Linked DNA regions of Triticum aestivum: region 2 is linked to region 1. The links are chromatin contacts, called in public Hi-C maps. All regions are on one chromosome and are shown on one strand. Each heading gives the region's core, a stretch centred on a gene start, on an enhancer-like site or on the middle of the called end of the contact. The rest is flanking DNA. Distances are from core to core; before and after follow the strand shown.

Region 1 (6,734 bases), core at 1,363-3,862:
CGTACAGCGACACGCCGGCGAGCCTGCGTCGTTCGTCCCAGAGCATGCATGGTCCTGGACCGGGACGACGCAGAGTAGGGGCCAGTTCTTTTGGGTAATTCTCCCAGAATTGACCCCCTTCCCAGCTTCTCTTAGAATTGCCACTTGATATTTTTTTACAATTCCTAGCTAATTAGACTTTAACTAGCTAGGAATTGTAAAAAAAGATGAAGTGGCAATTCTGGGGGAAGCTGGGAGGGGGTCAATTCTGGGAGAATTGCCCAAAAAACTGGCCCTAGGCTGGCTGGCTGGCTTGCCTCGAAGTTTCGTCCGGCCAGTTCGCAAGCTGGGTAGGTGGCGTTGCCTTGTGAGAACCTTGGTCTCTCCCAGCCGACGGCTCAAAACGGTGGTCAGATTCATGCCGTCATTACCGGCTGCATGCATGGATTTTTTTTTTGCGAGAAAATTTTCGATCTATTCATTTTCAATCATGGCAGTACAACGAATACTAGAAATAATAAAAATTATATCCAGATCCATAAACCACCTAGCGACGACTACCAGCACTAAAGCGAGCCGAAGGCGCGCCGCCGTCATCGCCCCTCCATTGCTGGAGTCGGGCACAACTTGTTGTAGTAGACAGTCGGGAAGTCGTCGTGCTAAGGCCCCGTAGGACCAGCGCACCAGAACAGCAACCGCCGCAGATGAAGAATAACGTAGATCAGAAAGATCCAATCCGAAGACACGCGAACATAGACGAATAACGACGAGATCCGAGCAAATCCACCAAAGATAGATCCACCGGAGACACACCTCCACACGCCCACCGACGGTGCTAGACGCGCCGCCGGAACGGGGACTAGGCGGGGAGACCTTTATTCCATCTTCAGGGAGCCGCCGCCGTCTCGTCTTCCTGAGCAGAACACAAACCCTAGCAAAATTGAAAGAAACGACTAAAAACAGAGCCCTCCCGCCGGCCCTTGCCAAGATCCACCGCGCCCCCATGGTCCTAGGGCCACCGGAAAGGAGGCGGAGCTGCGGCGGCGACGGCAGGAGGCAGAAACCCTAACTTTTTTGTGGAGGAAGGAGGAGGCGGCGGCTAGCTTTGGCTGCATGCATGGATTTGACAGCCATGCGGTGGTTGAGAGGGTTTTGCACCCTAGCTGGTGCTGGTGCAGGTGCCGCAATTCCCTTCTGAAAAAACCCGTGGAAGGAATCGAAGCCAGCAGAGTTCGAAATCCACGGTAGTACTGTACCAAGGAAGAGTCAGATACATGCGGCTTACAACCGAGGAACAGGCTGGTATGCTGAAAGTGACCCCCGCCGGCTCGTCATAGATCAACGGATGAAAACTCAACTCGTTTCGAATAGAAACAAGTATATTGGCGAGCATGGCATGTCTCTTTTGTCAATTTTTAAACGTGCAGAATACTGGCATGAGTGTTGCAGGCTCACGCTTGGGTTGTCATAAAGTCAAAGGCACCATTAGAAACACGCGAAGCAGGAAGACGCTGGCTAGAGATTTCCTGAAAAAATAATGTCCTTTCGGTTCATAACAAGACGGGACTAATTCTGTTTTTGACCTTTGGAGGGGGGACAACAACCGATGCTAATACTACCTCCTAAGTTGCGAATAAGAAAAAGAAATCCACCCAAAGTGGGACTTGCGTATGGATATCTAGTCCGTCTGTCCGCGAGACAATAGATAACTAAGGCGATGATGATTAGTAGGTCACCTGAGAGGATGACCAACTACACTAGGACTAAGCTCGGCGGCTACTACGTCTCATTTTCTAAGGAGGAGGGACTCTTTCGATTTTTAAAGCTTGGTATAACAAGGGCATTTGGAGTGCCTCATTCCTTTACTGTATTTTTTTAAAGCTCCAACAGGCGGCTTACAATCGAAGGGAAAGGGCGGCTAGTATTTTTTTATGTGATTTTATTTTCTATTGTTTGTTTTGTGTCATGTCTTTTCAGTGTACTGGTGTATTATTTCCCTCGATAATTATTAGATATAAAAGCCATTCCGTGTCTTTCTAAAAGAAATATAATCATTTCTCTTTATTTATTTTTTTATAAATAATCCTACTTATTTTAAAGTGATATATAAATTATACCGATGCATAAATGAACAAAACCACAAATTTACTTATCCAAAGGGCTATTTCCTTTTTCTTCTTTGGGGCGGTGATTTGCTGCGTAGATCACGAGTCGTCAGTATGTCCTGATTTACATCAATGACTTTTTACCCGCTACTTCTATAAGCTCATAGGTTTTAACAAGGTTGCTCCAGTAAATTGGATGCCCAAAGTCAGATAACAAGCTTTGCTCACAGTGTGCCGCCTACTGATCCAGAACGAAGACCACACAAATTTCTTCAAATGACTTGTCTATAATTTCATATTCTTGTAAGGAACTTCTCGTAGGGACATGCAATAAAAGAGGGTCAAAAATAAGAATATTCACAAGATATTCTAGTACCATAGTGCAGGAAAATAGGGAATATATTAACGAATAAACATTTTTTGCATCGAAAAAAGATACTCCTAAAACCAGTGGCGAAAAGATCATGAACTGGCCAAACCGCCTCCCTTCTCCTTCGCGCATTCCCCATAAATACCTTCTTCCTCCCCATCTCCCCCTCCACCATCACAAACCAGAGGCACAGACCCGCACCAGGCGCATTCGCATACCACCGCAGACAAACCCCAAGAAATCACTAACCGCGCCTCCCGCCGCCAAAATGCTGGCCGCCGCCGCCTCCGTGAAGTTCTCCCCGGCGTCCGCCGGTGCCAGTACCACCACCATGTTGGCCTTCAAGCCTGTCCACCTCCCTGCCCTCCCCAACGCCGTCCCGCGTCCCCTCTCCCTCTCGGCGCGGCCTCTGTACCGCCAGGAGCCGTTCCTGGCGGCGGCCCGCAACGACCGTGCCGCGTCAACGGCGCCCCCTGCAGCCACCGCGGATGGCGCACGGCCGGTGGAGACGGCGGCCGCGCCGGAGGCCATGAAGAGCGCCAAGATCGGGGTCTACTTCGCCACGTGGTGGGCGCTGAACGTGATCTTCAACATATACAATAAGAAGGTGCTGAATGCGTTCCCGTACCCGTGGCTCACGTCGACCTTGTCCCTGGCAGCCGGCTCCGCCATCATGCTCGTGTCCTGGGCCACCAGGATCGCCGAGGCGCCCCAGACGGACCTCGATTTCTGGAAGGCTCTCTCTCCGGTGAGCGTCCTGCGCACTCATGGCTTCTTGGCGCTCGCTGTTCTTGCCAATCTCACCGGCCCGTACGTGTTCTCGATGTGCTGATGCGTGTGTGTTGGGATTTTTTTTTATTTTTGTGTCCGGGCAGGTGGCGATTGCGCACACGATCGGGCACGTGGCGGCGACGGTGAGCATGGCGAAGGTGGCCGTGTCGTTCACGCACATCATCAAGAGCGCGGAGCCGGCGTTCAGCGTTTTCGTCTCAAGGTTCTTCCTCGGCGAGCACTTCCCGTTGCCGGTCTACTTCTCCCTCCTCCCGATCATAGGTGGATGCGCTCTCGCGGCCGTCACCGAGCTCAATTTCAACATGATTGGTGAGCAATCTGCAGACTCCCATTTTTGTTGAATCTTGAAATTACCTCCAGCGGATACTCCTACAACATAAGAAATATCGTCACTTTTGCTAGTATATACAACAGATATTTTTCAGTAGTACTCCATTTCCGAAGAACCTGAACTGTCCACAAGTCCTGAGGTCTATAATTTAGCACGTATATATTGTACCAAAGGCTTTATCTTTGGCGTCAAAATTGGACAACGTTGTACTTTTGGGTGCGACTTTAGTATCGCTCGTTGAAAGTATGCGGTTTAATTAATTCTGATAGCTCATATGCTCAATCAACTGTAGGATTCATGGGGGCGATGATCTCCAACCTGGCGTTCGTGTTCCGGAACATATTCTCCAAGAAGGGGATGAAGGGCAAGTCGGTGAGCGGGATGAACTACTATGCCTGCCTCTCCATGCTGTCCCTGGTGATCCTCCTCCCTTTCGCCTTCGCCATGGAGGGCCCCAAGGTGTGGGCTGCAGGCTGGCAGAATGCAGTCGCCGAGATCGGTCCCAACTTCGTCTGGTAAGCTCCAAATCACGTGACTGCTTGCCAGTTCGCTGTCGTAAGTTTTGTTGATGCTTAGCAATTCTAAATGCTTAATGAACTTTGGCGACGAACTATAGCATAGCAGTACAGCATTCATACTTCAGAATGAATTGGCACAAGTTCATTTACGAAAGACTGAGATTTTGACAGTGTGTGTGATATTTCAGTTGGTTCATGTGTCTAAATAAATGGATTCCTGTGTGTGTTGGTATGTACTGTAGGTGGGTGGCGGCGCAGAGCGTGTTCTACCACCTGTACAACCAGGTGTCGTACATGTCGCTGGACGAGATCTCGCCGCTGACATTCAGCGTGGGCAACACCATGAAGCGCATCTCGGTCATCGTCGCGTCCATCATCATCTTCCGCACGCCGGTGCAGCCCGTCAACGCCCTCGGGGCGGCTATCGCCATCCTCGGAACCTTCATCTACTCCCAGGTGACCCATCTCACACGCCTCACTTACCTCACCACGTACGTAAGGAAGCAAGCAAACCAGAATTTAACACTGAAACTTTTGTTGACCTCGTGTTGCAGGCAAAGCAGTAAGGCCCCGTTTGATAGCTCTGCATTTTCTAAGTATTTTGTGAATACTACAGTTTTTCTAAATACTATGGTTTTAATTACTTTAAGCTGTTTGGTCTCCACAAAAAACTGTAGTATTAATACTACAGTATTCCTCAAAATGCAGTATTTTCTCTGTCTAATAAAAAGAACCCAGGACCTCTTTTTTTAAAACAGAGCAGGCGAAAAAACGAACACGTTTCTTCGTCCTCGTTCATTCTCATGCCACCGCCGCTCGCTCGTTGCTGGAGATCGTCTCTCCCTCAGGTTGCCGTGGATAGATAAAGAGACGACCATGGAAAAACGGCTAGTACGCTTAATCATCTGTTCCCTTCTCAAGGAGGCCCGTGGCATGAAGCTGGCAGGCCTTGCTTTCTGAGGAAGAAACCTCCTGCTGCCTCATGAAGATTGCATCACCGCGCCTCCTACTTCTCTTCGTGTGTCTGCTACGGTGCCGGCCAGCTGACGGCACTGCACGGTTTTTCTCATCTTTGTAAGCTGCAGGACGAGCTTTGGGCATGGTTGTTGACAGTTTGGCTGTGGACTTTGTGCATATGGGTGGCCTTTTGCATGGCCGTTGGGTTTTGGGTAACAGGGTAAGCAAGTAGAAAACGGCTAGCTAGTTATTAGGTGCGTCAATATATACAACACTACCAAACAGCTCCAAAGTATTCCCAATACTTCAAAATAATGTGGTATGTCAAAACTGTGGTATCTTACACCTACATGCTAAAATGTTGTAGTTTTCAATACTTTGGTTTTTTCAATACTTTACTATCAAACACAGCCTAAGGGAAATCGACCAAACGATATCTCTTCCGACGAGAGCCGGCCCGGCGTTCGGACGTTATATGTTGTTGAGCATATCTGATTGAGGACACTCCCTTGTAATATATATACAGTATTAGGAATCTCCTTCTTTTTTCCTTTTTTTCTAGGTTTAGCTGCGGGTGTCTCTGAATTCTTCGTCTGTTGTTCCGTGACCATGGTGCTGATGATGTAGAGAGGTGAATGAATCCGTCCAAATAAAGTTGCCAGGAATTTTCGCCCCCGATCTCCAGCCTAGTTACGTGGTCCAAAACAAGTCGCGTGGTTGAGAATGCATCGGCCCAGATTGTTTGCTTGCTGGCGATGGATACAGGGGCATGGCGGCGTCGTGCAATTTGCGAAGCCGAGATCTCTGCGATGGGTGCGACGTTGGAGCGTAGCTCCTTTCCCTTTGCTTGTTGCCTTGGCCCCCTCTCTCACTGCAGGTGCAGTTGGGTCACTAACATGTGGGCCCAACAAGCATCTGGCCCTTATGTCAGTGACCCAACTGCACCTGCAAGTTATGTCACTGAAGCTGCGTCCTTCTCGTTTGGGAGCTTGTGCTCGGTCCCCGGCGTTTCGGCGCGGCACATGCCCCCCGTCGCATATATTCTTTGGTTCAACGTCACCTTTTAGAGTGCTCAAAGGGGCGATGGGTTTGGTCTTCGATCCCGACGTTTCTTTCGGTGCTCTTTGGGAGTAGGAAACCTCCTTATATGGCGTAATCTACAATGCGAAGAGTAGGAAACCTCATATCGATGAAACCTCCTTATATGGCGTAATCTACAATGCGAAGAGTAGGAAACCTCATATCGATGAAATAGCTTTCTAGGGGAGTCCATCACTACAAGAAATCAGTTGGATTCATCCCATGACAGCACGGTTGGCGATATTTTTCAAAAGAGGGATGGGGGTCTAAAGCAGGAAGTTGTATTAAGATGGGAATCATGTGTGAGGATATGTAGAAACTATTCCGTTTTGATTCATGGGAATGACTAAATAAGAGACGGAGGAAAGTTATGATAGAATTTCAAGATGGGTTTCCTTCTTGATTTCAAATCCCCATTCCCTAGCTCTAATTACCCACAACTAGACACGTTGGGTAGGAAGAACCCTTCGCAATTTCCCCAGCAGTCACTGAGAACAGCTACATATGCCAAAAAGCATCAGCAAAGCTCAAATTACCATGCTCTAGAAACATTTTAACACCATGGAGTTGATTGACATTATACGGAATGAAAGAGGATTCAA
Region 2 (6,734 bases), core at 2,199-4,698, 220 kb after region 1:
ATCTTAGGTTAATTCTTATGCAAGTTATCTTAGGTTAATTCTTATGCAAGTTATCTAGGTTATAAATATAGGCTGTAAGACTCTTTTTGGAATTAAGCAATAAGAAGATTATCTCTATTGCCCGGCTCCCAGAGGAGCCGGAACCCTAGCCGCCCCCTGCCTCTTGCGCTGCAGCCGCCATCTTCCTCTCCTGCGACGGCGCCCAGCCGCTGGCGCGGCAGCTCAACGCCACGCCCAGCCCCCTCCTTCCCCTGCTGCCTACGGCCAAGAGTGGGCAGAACCCTAGCTCCTAACATTGGCGATGAAAAAAGTAGTGTAGTGAGGGAATGAAGAGACTATGATGTACCTCCCATAATACTTGTGCAGCTTCTTTGTGGGAAATTTCAACATGTTAATATAAATGGTAGCAAGCTGAATCAGCTGCTTCTGAGAATTCTCGAACTCTATGTACTTATCCCAAAGATGATAACACAAGTAATCCTTTCCAACAAGAGACATAGCCCTCTCAAATAAGCTGTCGAAAAAGCCATAGCAAAAATTAGTGATGGCACAACAGCAACATAACAAAAAAAATCATGAGCTGATCTGGTATAAAAAGGACCAAAGGGGTATCAAACGGATTAAAGGATGTTTATTCAACAATATTGTGCATCTATAACTTGCTGCAAGAGATATTGATATTACATTCTAACACACTACAGTATACTCTTTCCATTTAACAGTATATTTCAATTTCATTGGGTAACATTGTTTCACATACTAATCCAACCACAAACATCGAGTGTATACCATGAAATTTTAACCTTCAACCAATCAGACAGATAGAGATATGAGTAATTTAAGTATCTTGTTTAATAAGGTCAAAATTTCAACATTGTTTTATTTCCCCGGTTCTTTACTTCCGCAGTCCTCGTGCTCAGGAATCAAGATTTCCCCAATCAATACATAACAAACACGATGCTCCCTCCATCCATTTTTACAAGGCCCAAGGCTGGTCATAGTGGGGAGTAACTTAGAGTAGTAACATGCATACGTTACTACTCTATGTTACTACCCTTATAGTGGGAAGTGTCATATGTGTAGTAACATACACATGTTCATTTATTGTCTTGTAGACTCATTTTGCATTGGAAAGCGCTATGTGATGGTAACATATTAGGTTACTCTATTTGCCTCTCTCCTCATTAACTACTTGCCACATCAACATTTTTGCTTATGTGGCATCTATGTTACTACCTATGTTACTCCCACTATGACCAGCCTAAGTTTTGAATCTCATACCAAGGCAATAGCCCAAAAGTTGAAGCAAATTAGGCTGGCCATAGTGGGGGTAACATAAGTAGTATCATGCACTTGGGACTCGCAAACATGCTTATGTGGCAGGCAATTAAAGAAGAGAGAGATGGTTATAGTAACATAGGTAGATACCGTAACATAATAAATGTGATGCTACTATGTGTCATGCATGGCAATAAACGAGACCACCTATGATACTAATCTATGATACTATGCACTATAAAGATAATAACACAGACTAGTAACATATGCATGTTACTAGTCTAAGTTACTCCCCACTATGACCAGCCAGCCAACCAAATTGTAGTAAATGACTGCGCATGCAAACTCCATTTAGTACATAGGCCCACACTTTCCCCTCTATTAATTCCTCCATCCATTTATTTAGTGCTAATCCCTCCAACCCCTCGTATGCATGTGCATCACAATTGGTAAGGGCTGTTTGCATGCACGCACAACCTTAAATATCAATGGAAAAGGCCAGGCATGGTGTGCTACATATTAATGGCCACGCGCAACGCGAGACCAATTCGGCCTAGTATTTTTGGAAAAACTGATTTTGGGGTTAGGCCTTGTAAAAATGGATGGAGGGAGTACAAATTATAGAAGTCTACACTACATGGAAAACGTGACTGGTCTATTTTCTAGTACTTGATCAATCTGTATTCTATCTCCACCTAATGTTATAATTTAAACAACATGAAATGCATGATTGCTGGTCCACGAAGTACTGTCGGTTTGAAACCTTTAAATAGCCTGAGATCCTAAAAACATACAGGCGAATACACTGTGAGAAAATTTGTTTATACAAAGAAAAGAAGGGAAAGGATCCAGAGAGATTTGGTTCTGGAGAAAAGAAGGGACAGGTTACATCTGTGTCTTCTTTACCTTCTAATAAGGGCAGGGTCTTCATACGCACTCATAGCAAATCCACAGTAACTGACCCAAAGATCAGTACAATGAGGTACTGCTTGGACGGCTTGTTCATAAACCCCCACCACATCATCATATGTGCATAACCTTGCTTTATGAGCTGCGTATTTAATCCAGTAGCCGTGGCACAAAGGAAATTCCAATAAGAAGGTATGGTAGACCAAGCTAATAACCCTTATGTCGTTCTGGAAGAACGCAAACATCAGTAACCAGATGTTGCTTAACATACAATAGGTCTGGCATGCAGAAGTGTTGAAATTTGAAAAGAAACATTTTCCCTTTTGTTTATGAAGTTATATGATAATGGATAGGAAAGGCGAGGCGTGCTGGTTCTAAACTACTAAAAACTAATTAGAACCAGATAAAAAAATCACTTACAACAGAAGTTTCCTCTGCAGAACTTATCAATGATACCCACGTATCAAAATCGCTCGTATTTCCATCAATCAATAAACGAAGTCTGCTCTTGAAAACATCTGTGTAGAATGATGAAAGAACAAGTCATGTCCTGGGTATAATTGAAATGCAAATCCACCATCAACTATCTGAACTGATATAACTCAAAGCTACATCCCGGATGTAAGAAAACCCCAGCTACTAATTACAGAGCTCAAAGTGGTGACGCGCAAGCATCCGAGTGCCTTCAAGGTTCTCTCTGACATTTTTAAACAGGACAAATTACCAGCCAAGAGGAACAAAATGATAGTACTCCTACAAGATAACGAAATGAAGAGCCTGCCACTCCCTAGAAAGAGGTTTGGTACCAAATCCTCACCATTCCTAGGTCTGGAAGCTCAGCGTTAGCATAGCTCATAGCTAGCACAGCTAAAAATTGGACAAATTTATCAAAACAAAACTGAGTTTAGCACGGAGCTGGTGCTCTGAAGAGCCTCATATTTGACAGATATCCGCATCAATTCAACAAATCGCATTCCTTCAAAAGATAATTAGGTAATCCCACGGATGTATGTGCAAACGGGCTGTGCTCACCGAGCTGCGACGCGGAGGGCTCCAACCCCAAGGCCACGAGCGCGGCTGCAGCCTCCGGCTCCGCCTCCATGTCCACCGTCCCCGGCGGCCCTAGCATGCCGTCCTGGAGCTTTTGCGGGGTTAAGCGGTCGGTACCTCAGAGGGCGGCGTCTGGTTGGGTTCAGGTACCGAGTCTGTACTGTAGCACTTGCAAACCACTCTTGTCGACCGGAGAATTGAGAAATGCGCGTCTGCCCCGAGCGGCAGCTGCTACTCCTGCCCAAATCTGGCCATATGGTCCATGCTTTTCAGGCCGGCCCGTGGGCACGGATTTTTGGTTCAGGAATGGCCCAGGACACGGCACGTGAATAAAAGGGCCAGGTCAGCCTTCAGCCGGCCACGGAACAGCTCCCTAATTTTAAAGGGCTCGGAATCAATTGAAGGTCTCCAATGAAATTGGGTCATCCGATTTTAACGGGATCAATAATTTCTTAAGGCTTTTCATTCAATTATTTTATACTATTCCCGCAAAAAAAAATTATACTATAAAATGTGCTTCCTAATTTTTAAGCCTTACAATTAATTACGGTCTTCAATTTAAATCGAGTCACTCAATTTTGACTGGGTCAACAATTGCTCAAGAAGCTCTCCATTCAATTATTTTAAGTCACTATTCTTCCCTAACTTTGAAGCTTTTCAATTCGACTGAGGTATTCAATTATGGAGCCAATCATTCTTCGAATTAGTTAGCGGTAACCAACATATCAATCCTGCACACTCTCCCACTACCTAGAAAAAAGAAACGCCACCGTGTGATACTGTAATATCAATATATTACATGCAGCCACCGACGCAGAAGTTTCCTCACATAAATATGAGTTTCTTAGCGGATAACACAGAATCACACCGAAAAAGGCCCACCAAATTATCAAACTATAAAATAAATAAAACGCACACTATTATTTTTTGGAAAGTCAAATTCCTTTAATTTTGACCAGGTTTAGAGCAAAAAAAGTCAACATCCACAATACTAAACAAAAAAATATGAAAAATTCATTTCATGATGAATCTAATTATACCGATTTGGCGATTTTGATATATTTCTCTACAAAATTGATCAAACTTAAAGAGGTTTGACTTTTTTTTAAATGTAATACGTCTTATATTTTTAAACATAATGGATAATGTTTTTAAGAAACCCAATAATACCAACGGCGCAGCAAAGCGCGTCCAACCCTTCTAGTATTTTCCACGGCCGAGTCTAAAGGCGGCACGACCTTTTTATCTCCATCTTTACTACTATTAAACAATCAAACAAGAACTTCCTTACGTGCACCCCGCAAAACGTACATAGATTCATTATCACCACATGATTAAGCCCACTAAACTTAGTCTAACGGCTAGCCTTAACATAATACATTCTCTGTGTGCACTTAACAATTTACATTGACTGGTCGTGCTTCACCATATGAAACTCCACGTCCAATCAATTAGGATACTATAATCACGATCTCGTCTTCTTAGGAAACTAATCATGATCATGTTTTATTAGGAAATTAATCGTGTATTCGCACACATTGACACGTCCATCACCTCGATCTCCTGGATCCCGATCCTATCTCTCCCAAGAAAAACCACCACAACAGGCGACCACTCGGCATGGCGACGAGGAGCCAAGGACCAATGACTCCTTCTCAGGGGACACTGCGGGAGTGCCGGTAATTCGTGAACCGTCGAGGGTGCCGCACCGATCGCCCCTTCCGATGACATGGGAGGCACCCCATCCGGCAAGCACTACTATAGGTTGGTCCAAACGTGACAGTCCAATCAGAGACCCTTCGACAAAACTATGTGCGATGCATTAATCACAAATGTTGTTGTAATAAAACCGTCAAAAAATATGCAAAACGTTTGTGATGGCGGTGACATCAAATACGGTTCAGATTAGGGTTGCATATGTGATGCGTGGCAAACGGTTAATCCGGAAGAACTGTTTGCGATGAAGCAGAACAACAGAAACAGGCAACCAGATGAGGGCGTTGTGATATACGACATACAGTTCACTAGGATGAACTGTGTGTGACTAGGCAACACAATAGAAATGGTCAACCAAATCAAGGTGTGTGCAATGGAGGGCATACAGTTCACTTGGATGAACTGTTTACGATGTGCCAAGATAACAGAAGCAGTTCAACTGAATAAGTTATGTGTGAGACGCGGCAAACAGGTTTGTAATCAGAAATGTGTGCGAAGAATGATAATAACACAGACGATTGCTGCTAATAAGCCGTGTGATTTGCTCTGTCTACAAAAGAATAACATATATATAATTTCATCAGAAGTTTTATCCTACATATATAACTGAAATAAACATCTAATTACATAAGTGACTATACAAATCATTCGCACATACCTCAATAAACAATTGCATGCATTCTAAACTAGGAGAAATGATTGTCTAGTCATCTACTTCTTGTGACCCCCCCGCAACTGCTCTGTGACTCGATCCCTCGCCTGGGGCAGGAAGAAAAGACACTTCCTCATGTCAAGGATCCGCATGTACATCTCGTAGCTTGTATTGAAGGAAATATGCCCTAGAGGCAATAATAAAGTTATTATTTATTTCCTTATAATCATGATAAATGTTTATTATTCATGCTAGAATTGTATTTACCGGAAACATAATACATGTGTGAATACATAGACAAACAAAGTGTCACTAGTATGCCTCTACTTGACTAGCTCGTTAATCAAAGATGGTTATGTTTCCTAACCATGAACAATGAGTTGTTATTTGATTAACGAGGTCACATCATTAGTAGAATGATCTAATTGACATGACCCATTCCATTAGCTTAGCACCCGATCGTTTAGTATGTTGCTATTGCTTTCTTCATGACTTATACATGTTCCTATGACTATGAGATTATGCAACTCCCGTTTACCGGAGGAACACTTTGGGTACTACCAAACGTCACAACGTAACTGGGTGATTATAAAGGAGTACTACAGGTGTCTCCAATGGTCGATGTTGGGTTGGCGTATTTCGAGATTAGGATTTGTCACTCCGATTGTCGGAGAGGTATCTCTGGGCCCTCTCGGTAATACACATCACATAAGCCTTGCAAGCATTACAACTAATATGTTAGTTGTGAGATGATGTATTACGGAACGAGTAAAGAGACTTGCCAGTAACGAGATTGAACTAGGTATTGGATACCGACGATCGAATCTCGGGCAAGTAACATACCGATGATAAAGGGAACAACGTATGTTGTTATGCGGTCTGACCGATAAAGATCTTCGTAGAATATGTAGGAGCCAATATGAGCATCCAGGTCCCGCTATTGGTTATTGACCGGAGACGTGTCTCGGTCATGTCTACATTGTTCTCGAACCCGTAGGGTCCGCACGCTTAAGGTTACGATGACAGTTATATTATGAGTTTACATGTTTTGATGTACCGAAGGAGTTCGGAGTCCCGGATGAGATCGGGGACATGACGAGGAGTCTCGAAATGGTCGAGACGTAAAGAT

Evidence for each region. Hi-C and Micro-C count contacts between places; a contact is called where the count stands out from the background.
Region 2: a Hi-C map of leaf shows a contact between it and region 1, with 4 times the contacts expected there. The contact joins the promoter of LOC123044657 here to the promoter of LOC123044655 in region 1. A contact is called at or near these places in 2 of 5 Hi-C or Micro-C datasets (both in leaf).

What each region holds. Positions count from the first base shown.
Region 1 is chr2B:257,970,347-257,977,080 of IWGSC CS RefSeq v2.1, forward strand. It overlaps LOC123044655 (glucose-6-phosphate/phosphate translocator 2, chloroplastic), which reads left to right and starts at 2,613. Exons shown (of 5, transcript XM_044467459.1): 1 at 2,613-3,202; 2 at 3,330-3,555; 3 at 3,870-4,092; 4 at 4,338-4,551; 5 at 4,650-5,229. The coding sequence starts at 2,723. The coding sequence ends at 4,661. LOC123044656 (60S ribosomal protein L36a) reads right to left here. Exons shown (of 4, transcript XM_044467460.1): 4 at 6,676-6,734.
Region 2 is chr2B:258,185,015-258,191,748 of IWGSC CS RefSeq v2.1, forward strand. LOC123044657 reads right to left here and starts at 3,449. Exons shown (of 12, transcript XM_044467465.1): 1 at 3,220-3,449; 2 at 2,608-2,705; 3 at 2,185-2,329; 4 at 347-514. The coding sequence starts at 2,219.